2 separate regions of the Gossypium hirsutum genome follow, and region 2 is linked to region 1. Evidence: chromatin contacts called from public Hi-C data. All regions are on one chromosome and are shown on one strand. The core of a region is the stretch at or near the end of the contact, and the rest is flanking DNA. Distances in the headings are between cores, read along the strand shown. Region 1 has its middle 23 kb from the start of LOC121213409. Region 2 holds the start of LOC107895060.

The links. A called contact is a pair of places that touch in the nucleus more often than the background predicts.
Region 2: a Hi-C map of leaf shows a contact between it and region 1, with 2.5 times the contacts expected there. The contact joins the promoter of LOC107895060 here to the enhancer-like site in region 1. A contact is called at or near these places in 2 of 34 Hi-C or Micro-C datasets (both in leaf).

What each region holds. Positions count from the first base shown.
Region 1 is chrA13:82,036,247-82,041,276 of Gossypium_hirsutum_v2.1, forward strand. No RefSeq gene overlaps it. Among protein-coding and RNA genes, the nearest start is that of LOC121213409, 23 kb to the right of the region's middle. Within about 2 kb of position 3,470, at least 9 of the 9 cell types and tissues checked have an H3K27ac peak or open chromatin away from gene starts, as enhancers often do. A contact at or near this core is called in leaf, where this site is marked.
Region 2 is chrA13:82,617,639-82,622,644 of Gossypium_hirsutum_v2.1, forward strand. It overlaps LOC107895060, which reads left to right and starts at 2,397. Exons shown (of 3, transcript XM_016820260.2): 1 at 2,397-2,900; 2 at 4,452-4,689; 3 at 4,770-5,006. The coding sequence starts at 2,622.

The DNA of each region.
Region 1 (5,030 bases), core at 2,220-4,719:
TAACAGAATAGAGTGACACTGAAGTGCATTAACTAAACAGAGAGTGTGCTAAATGTTTATTAATGGCATGTCATCTATATCCTACTAGTTCATATATTGTCTACATGAACATATAATAGACTCAGCTTCAGTTTCACATTTCATAACATTACATATTTTAGAATTCTTTTCAATTTAGTTCTTATTATAAAAATTCAATAAACACTATAGTTATATTCCTTTGACACATGAAATATATAACACACTGACTCATAAAATTCCATATCCACTGCTAAGGTATTGTTACATTTCACCTATTACTTTTACACATTTGCAATTTATTCCTTAATTTCATAAAATTTAATATTCAATGACATGTCACTTTAATCTCACTTAGCATTGAAACATACTACCATAAACATTTCATTAAAATTCTCCATTAACACTTTATTACACATATCAAATTTTGATCACTTTACTATCTAGTCTTCTTTGCATAAATTTCACTTCACTTATTTTACAATCTTTTTGATTTAGTCTCTACTAGCATATCTTTCATTAATCATCATCCTTTCAGTTGGTGTTCACTTCACTTCTATATATCACTACACTTGAATATTTTATTTCAAAATTTTAGTACACTTTGTCGCTTTTGTATATTTTACAATTTGGTCCTTTCAAATATGAAACTCGCGTATCATTAGAAATTCACTTAAATTCCACTTTGTAATTAATTCACTAACACTTAACACTTCATTTAATCTTTTTGTCATAATTTTTTATTCCACACTTAAAATTTTGTAGACTTTTCAATTTAGTCCTTTTGTTATAATTTCACTCGACTCGGTTTATTTACTTAAATCTCTTTGACTAAAATTTCACTATTTTTTCTTTAATTCTCTTCCTTCTTCACTTTTTTCATTCATCACCTTTACTTTGCTTCCAATACTTCCATCGTTTCTTCTCTTTTTCTACTTCATGAAAACATAAAATTCATAATCAAAACTCACACTAAAATCACTTTCTCATGTCACTACTTTAACTAAAAATGAATTATATAAGAAATACTTGAATTTCTTACATTGTTCTCTTGATATCTTGCCTTAGCTTTATTTTCTCTCTCCTCCAATTCTTTGTTTCTTGGATCCAAATTGATATTGATGTTTACCATCTTTTCACCATTTTTCCTTCTTAGTGGCTATGAAAATTCTTTTAATTTCTAGATGAAAATAATGAGTTTTGATGAAAAGGATCAAATTACAAAGAAAAGAAAACTCTCTCTTCATAAAAAATATGGACGACAAGGCTAAGAAAGAAAGAAATTTTCTATCATTTTTTTATTTTTTAAAATTTAATTAATTAATAAAATATCAAAAATAAAATAATATTAAAATAATCTTAACTAATCAAAATCTAATAAAAATATTCATAATTATTCTAATTGAGAAATGACTAATTTATCTTTCAATATTCTCTATATTTCCTTCCTTTAATTATCACTTAATTTGATAAAATTAAGATTAACAATATTCATAATTATCATAATGTTTAATCATAATTATTTTAATTGGGAAATGACTATTTTACTTTTCAATACTATTTACAATTCTCTCTTTTAATTATCATTTAATTTGATAAAATTATGATTTAACCCCTTTATATTGATCCACTTATTTAATTTAATCCTTAATTATTAATTTATTTTACACATTGATCCTTTCCACCTTTGCACTTTTAGTCCTTCAATGTTTTGAAATTTTCACTTTAACCCCTCAACTTTTACTTAATTTTACTTTGACCTATCATCGTTACAATTTAAAGAATATCTCAGATTTATTTCTCAATAGGAGTCTTTTCAATTTCTTCCTACATCCAACTGTCTTCTCTATTAACACTAATAATTTCTATTTTCTATTTTATTCTTGACTCATGCTACAGAACATGAAGGTTGTGTTGATGATGCTTTAATTGTTGAAACGATGGCTGTGAGAAAGGGTTGTTAGTAGCTGTGGAACATGGCAATAAAGATATTATTTTAGAGTCTGAGTCAATAATGGCAATTGATGAATATGATGGCAGCTTAGACCTTCACTTGCGGATTTTGATGATTTAGTTTCTAAATGTTACAAGGTTCAGTTGTCAAAGGTGAGACGTACAGCTAATGAAGTAGCAAATTAGCTTGTGAGACGATGAAGGGATGGATTTGAGGCTGAGGGCTAGGTTAAGAAACCTCCATCCTCGTTGATTGCTCGCATTGATTTTTTTATTTTTTGGAGTTGCAGGATTTTGTCACACTTGCTACTAAGAATACAGGACAGGTGGATGAGCCAAGTTAAGTGGAACCACGCAGGAGCAAGAGGGAAAGAAGAATTCCAACCTCTCTAATGGATTTTGTCCTATCTTAAGGAACAACCTATAAATAAGACGCGTGTGTAAGCCCTGAGGGCATATGAAAAAACCTAAATTTACTCTTTTCATTGAAATCTAAGCTTTTTTCTTCCTCATCTAATTCTTTCAATTTCTACACTATTTTTTTTCAAATCTGATCATAACAAATTGGTGCTTTCATTGATATTCTTCATGGTGAATCATTCTGAATCCATTAAAGCCCTTTAAGACTCTACAATTCACCATGACAAGGTTCTCACCTTGTTACAAAATCATGTTACGACTCAGGAACAATGGAACGCAACTACCCAACTCACACTTCAGGATATGCCCAGTTAGTTACACGCCATCTCTGCCCAGTTGGGAATCTCGGCAATTACATCAAGAGGAAGCGACGTCACCATCGATAACAGTGTGGTGCGGGGAAAGGTAAAGGTTCGCGCCAATTCAGATGATGTTTTTCCCTTTGCTCCAAAACTTGTTCAAGTGGAACTTCCTTTGTTTACTGGGAAAGATCCAGAGGAATGGTTAGCATCGGCCCATGATTTCTTTGAGTTCTACGGTATGGAAGACCATCACCGCGTCACTATGGCTTCTTTCGAAATGGATTGCACGGCGAACAAATGGTTTCGGTGGATGTAATACCGATGGCATCTGGCCGGGTGGAATCACTTGGTTGACTCGATTAGAAAGCGATTCATTGTTTTGGAAATTGAATCACCAACGGGACAATTATCCAAACTGACTCAAACAACGACAGTGGAGGATTATCAATCTTAGTTTGAGGATTTAGCTTTACGTACTCATAATTTATCCGATTAGTTTTTAATGCACTGCTTTATATCAGGCTTGCAGGAAGATATCAAGAATGAGGTGTTTAGTCATTGTTCTTCTTCTATGATCAAGGTTCAGGCACTTTCTTGATTTTAGGAAGCTCGTTTACACGATAAACGGCAATTGGGTCGGGCCTCCTCCAACAAGCTACCACCATTATTACCCACTCCCAATCTAGTTGTTACTGGGCCTAAGTTTCAACCGGGCTGTCCCCCTCCAGTAGATCAACCCAATCCAGCAATTTCCACTATTCCAATGCCTCGACATATTTCTTCGGCTGAAGCTTAAGCACGCTGTGAAAAGGGGCTGTGTTATTACTATGATGCCAAGTATATGCCTGGGCATAAATTCAAGACCCTCAACTATTTCTTTTGGATGATGAAGGCACATCCGTTGTTTCAACTCTACCACAACCACCACAACTCATTGTTACCTGGGACGGTGATGACATTGATGAATCTGGTCAGGATCAATCCTTGGTTTTCTTGAATGTCTTGGCAGGTTGTATTCACCCTAATACCTTTTGAGTCGTAGGGAACATTTCTGGTCATCAGGTTCAAATTCTCATCGACGGCGGTAATACGCATAATTCTATCTTCAGTCTCGCGTGGCTAAGCATTTGAGACTTTCGATTACATCTACTTCTAATTTTAGAGTCATGGTAGGCAATAGTCAAAAACTGTAGAATGGGGGGTGTATCAAGGATCTTCGTTTACGTGTTCAAGGGACTGAAATTGTGATAGACTTTTATGTGATTCCCTTGGAAGGTACCAAATTGGTTCTTGGGGTCGCGTCGCTAGTTACTTTGGGTTTAATAATAATGGATTTCTCCAAATTATCGTTTCAATTTCGACAAGGCACCATCGACATTCATTGGTTGGGTGAGTCTAGTTCAGTTCCTTAACAGGTTCATATGCAGTCTCTTTGTCGGATGGCTGACGCAAACGTCATTGCCACGTGTTATCTGTTGCATCTTCAACAAACACCATTGGTTGAGCCTTCGGTTGAGTCGACTGACATGGTAGCTCTCTTGGAAGAGTTTGAGTCAATATTTGTTCCCCCTCAGGGCCTTCCACCTACTCGACAAAATGACCACGCCATACATCTCCAACCAGATGTAAAGCTAGTCAATGTTCACCCTTATCGTTATCCATATTTCCAAAAAGCAGAGGTCAAACGCCAAGTTCAACAGATGTTGGATTAGAACTTAATCCGTCGGAGCACTAGTCTATTTTCTTCTCCGGTCATCCTCTTCAAGAAAAAGGATGGCACGTGGTGATTCTATGTGGATTATAGAGCGTTGAACACCGTCACAGTCAAAGACAAGTATTCCAACGGCCGATGAATTGTTTGACGAGTTGGGCAACTCTCAGTTTTTCTCAAAGCTTGATTTGCTTGCTAGCTACCACCAAATTAGAGTTTAGGCTGCCGATGTTCACAAAACTGCACTTTGCACACACGAGGGCCACTACGAATTTCTTGTCATGCCTTTTGGCTTGACCAATGCTCTATCTACTTTTCAGGCTACGATGAATGATATTTTTTGCCCATTTTAAAGCAAATTTGTGATGATCTTTCTCGATGATATACTAGTTTACAGTCGTTAGTGGCAGGACCATTTGGAGCATGTTCGGCAAGTCCTCTTACGATTGCAGGAGACTGGATTTGTTGCCAAGCGAAGCAAATGCACATTTGGGCAACCTACAGTTGAGTATTTGGGACATATCATTTCAAGGGAGGGTTTAGCTGTTGATCCGGCTAAAATCAAGGCGATACGTGATTGGCCTGTCCCCACAACATTACGGGAAGTCTGTAGCTTTCTTGGTATT
Region 2 (5,006 bases), core at 1,147-3,646, 580 kb after region 1:
GAGATTAGTCTTTTCGGGGTTGGTGGCTATTTCTCCCAACATTGTTGTCTTTATAGTTTGAAATTAAATTCTCGAGTACAATAAACTTTACCATTACATCCAACACTTGTTAATAATAACAAAATCCATATTTGAATATGAAGAAAAAAATCAGCGTCATATTCGTGAAGTATATTTCCTCAACTTGAAAATTTTAACTTTTATATGAAAATCATGTTGCTCTCCCTAATAGCTATATATCCTTTTTGTACTGTTACTGAAGTAATTTTTTTTCAATTGCATTATTTATTGTTTTTGTTCAAATATATTTTTAATTTTTAAAAATTTCTCTAATATTGTTTTTATATTTTTTCTGATTTTTTATAGAATTTTAAATATTTATCAAAAAATAATTTTTTAATTAATTTTTTTATTTTAAATTATTTCCAATTTTTTAGAACTAGGACTAAATTAAAAGGATGTGTGAATATTGAGAGTTAAATTTGTATAAACTTTTTTAAAACTAAGACCAAATTTTCAAAATGTGTAAAAATTAGGAGCTAAATTTATTATTATGCTAATAGAAAAAAGTTAGACTAATGTTCTGTAAATGAATTAAGGGGAAAAGTGACCAAAATATCATATATATATATATATATATAAAAGAAATTGAAAATTTTTGTAATTAAATTATAAAAATAAAAACAATCTGGTAACCAATATAATTTAGGCTTACATTTAAATGACAAGAAGTACGAAACATGCTTCCGTCTAGCTTTTTCAGTTATGATGGATCACGAAAACAATCTATTTTCTTCTTAAACGTCCAAAAAGAGTAAAATTAAAACTTCTCTATTAAGAGAATCATATTTTCGGGTTTTTTTTTTCTTTCTATTTCAATAACAAGAGTAAACATCATCATAGGTTCTTAGTTATATACACAAAGAAATATAATACTAATATAAAATTAAAATAACTTTTCTATATTTATAATAATATTTTAATAATCTATGCATTATATTCATATTTTATTAATATAAATAATGCTTGACAAATTTTTAATAATTTATTTAATTATTTCATCGTTAAATACATTAATTAAATTAATGAATGTAATACAATTTAAAACTTTACTCATACAATAAGTAAATTGAATGTAAAATTAGAGATTTGAGTTACATAGGCCTTGCAATTATAACTATGAGTTTATTTGCACTAAATTCACCTATTAAATTATTAAATATAGATGTACAAGTTATATTTTATTAGTTAGATATCTATTTTATTTTTTAAGAATAATTTAAATTCAATTATCATTGTATGGATGTAAAATTATTTCAATTTTGATGATGCATGCTCTATTTAAATTCCATCCTCAATATGTATAGTGCTATAAACATGCAATATTGTAGGTTTATACTTGGGAGTATGCTATGAAAGTGTAGGAGATAAAACAAGATTTTTGTGACTATTAGAGGAGAAAGAAAAGTTTGGTCCACCCATCTTTGTGGTTTCTTTAATTTACATATTTCATTTTTTTTTCTTTGTCTCACTTTGGATTTTTCTTCTTTCAGTTTTGTATCATTAATTTAATCTTCTCTGCTACAATATCTTTAATTTTTTGGATTATTTGTATATAAGTTGAGGGTAAAAAGATATATCTTAAATTTAATAATAAGAAATTTAATTTTTTTAGATAAGATTTTCGATTCGGAGCTTATGATTAAAGAAAATAATACTAGAAAAAATTATCTCAAAAAGTTAAGTATAACCCAATTTAAATCCGAAACACTTTATATGGAGGTAACTTTTGAATACCCAAACCAGAGGGAAAGAGAAAACGAGACTAAATATATGGAGGTATTGGTGTCCATGCTAAGTTAAAAGGGTTATTTAGGAATGGGCGTTTCCGGTAAAAAAACAACAAATTTAAGAAACATGATTGCATTTAAATATGAATAAAATGGAAATTTTTTATAAAAAATTAAAATGATATAAATTATTAAAAGGAAATAAAGTTTATAATATATGGAAATTACTTGTTTAAAAGTGGAAAAAAAAAACTTGGATATCTGAATAAAAGACAAAGCAGAGCATAACCAAGCATAAAATTAGATTGTAGAATTTAAGTAATTTTATATTTTTAAGAAAATTGTCCGAAAACAATTAAATAATCATAAATTGATTCTGTTAATAATGGGTATTGATTTATTGCTATTAATTAAAAATTATTTAATTATCATTTTAAAAGAAATGCGTTTAGTGTATTATTTTACTAAATTTTAAAAAATAATTTTTTTTATAAATACACTCATTTCAATGATTTTTGAGATGTATTCAAGCTGATAAAATTAATATGCATAAAAAAATATATTTTATTATTAATAAATATTGTGCACATTACAACCGAATGTGCAAACTGAATGTGCGAACCAACAAGAATACAAACAATATGTATGTTATTGAAGCTGATGTGGCATTAATGTAAGGTAATATATATACATGCCTTCCTCGTGTTGGATATTTTGTGCAAGAGCCTTTTCTTCTGTTGTTGTTGTTGTTTTTTTCTTTCTTTCTCTCTCTCTTTCTCCTCTTTCTTCATTTTTAGTTTAGTTTTTCAATTGTGGTTAGAAAAGGAGATTATGGGTAAGCTCATAGAAGAGAAGGCTCTTGATCAGAAATTGAATGGCCATCAGCATCGTGATCACGATCATGCTCGTCAAAAACCTGGGCTTAATAATAATTATAATAATAAAAGCCTTGAAGAGAAAGTTTCAGAGTTTTTGTACAATGATTTTGCCGAATCAGATGGTAGTTGTGTTAATGATGCAACAACCGATGGCTATGGATCAGATGGTAATGAATCCAATGATTCTATCCAACACACCCTTTACTGGGAATCCCAGCAGGCCTTGCTTCAGGTACATTTCTATCTCTCTTTTATCATCATACAATTTAAATAATTTCTTTTTAATCAGATTGTTGTTAATGTAAAGAAATAATGGTGAATATCGTCATCTATGAATGTTAAAACACAAATCTAATAAAACTCTTTCATATTCTATTCACACTCTCTTCTTTAATACAAATTAATCAATAAATTGAATATAAATAGATAGATAAATAGGCAGATGAGTACGAATTAAATTATAAATTTCTAAAAAGAATCGAATTATAAATTATAATGTTTGAAAGTAGTAAAATAATATTAAGTGTGAAAATGAAAATATTGTATTTTAGTGTGGGGCTTTTTTTTCAAAATGATATCATGATATTATTTTCCTGGTAATGGTTTCAAGTGATGAAAAATCTGAAATAGCAGACAAATAATGGAGTAGCTTTCAATTCACAGGAATAAACCTAAGCAATTGATAGGTGTATCTACGAACCACGAAAATTTATACGACCCTTAATTTACTTCCATTAAAAGCTTGATTTTCTTTTCTCTTATTTTTTAAATTACTGATAATCTAAATTATTAAATTTGTGGTTGGATTATGGTGTGCTTGTTTTTCAAATGAATGATTCTAATTAATCCACATGTTTGGTTACTAATGTGATCCCCTTTTTATGAATGGATGATATTCTTTTATTCATTCAACTCCAGCCTTATATTCATCCAAAACAGAAATCCAGCCTAATAATTACTAATTTATATATGTAATGCTGTATATAAAGTTTGAACTGATAAAAACCATTATTGTTATTTAGGTTAAAATTTTCAGTCAATTTTAGTTTTTATATTTTTCAAATTTTAAAATTTTAGTCCTAATCCAAATAATATGTAAGTTGTTGATTTAGTCTTTATTATTCAATTTGATCATTTTTAGCCTTTATATTTTAAAATAAAAAATTCTAGTTCTAATTTATATGGTACTCATCAAATCCATTAATTAAAGTAACATGTTTTTTTATAAATAAATAATATATGAAAACAAAAAATTGACATGACATTATACATGTGATTATGTGTTTGTCGTATAAGATTTTAAAAATAGTAGAATTTAACTTAACAAAATTTAACAGTTACCATTTGATCAAGATTAAAATTATAAAATTAAAAAAATGTACAAACACTAAAAATGGCCAAAATAGACTATACTTAATTTTTATTTTTACTTTTTTAAATATTGAGTACATAATTAAATTTTTTATGATTATAATATTGAGAGAGGGAGGGGGTTGAACTGATATCACCTAAGTTGGAAGCAAAGTCTTGGCTATAATTAAAAAGTGGGTATGAGAATAAATAAAGTTGTGAGAGATATTGAATTCAAATAATAAAATTATTCAGGGTGAAGCAGTGGTCTTAGTATCTTATTTTGATTTCTCTGAATTTAAATGATTATATATGGATGCTAAAACAAAAAATTCCTAGCTTTGCATTAGATTTCATTTCTTGAAAGTTGCATGAAGATGTCATGTTAAAAATCGAATATCGGATTCAGTCTGAAATTAGAGTTGCCTTCCAGGAAATACTAGAGCGTTATATGTTAATAGGTTCCAAGTTACGGCAAGAAGTTAATGGAATAATAGAGGAAGCCAAAGAGACGGAGTTTTGTAGCTGCATTAATCAATATCAAACCTTAAGCTTTGATATTGGTTGCATCAACTGCTTGCGCAAGAGAGTTATAAATCTGCTTTGTCACAAAGGCCTTAAGGCCACTCTCTGTGTTTCTAAGTGGAAACACACCAAAAACTATCCCGCAGGTTTGGTTTTCTTTAAATTATTCGTGTCGTGTTTATGTTGTTTTTCGTGTGAAACTGAAGATTCAGGATTTATTCATTAGGGTCACATGAATACATCGAGGTGATGGCAAGCACACAAGGGCGAAAGAAGCAAATCCCACTTGTAATCGAATTGGAATTCAGGGACCAATTCGAGATCGCGAAAGCATGCGACGAGTACATGAAACTGGTAGACAAATTACCGTTGTGTTACGTAGGCAAAACTGAGTACCTCAACCCTATCGTGGGAGTGATGTGCGATGCTGCCAAAAGGTCAATGGAGGAGAAGAAACTGCATA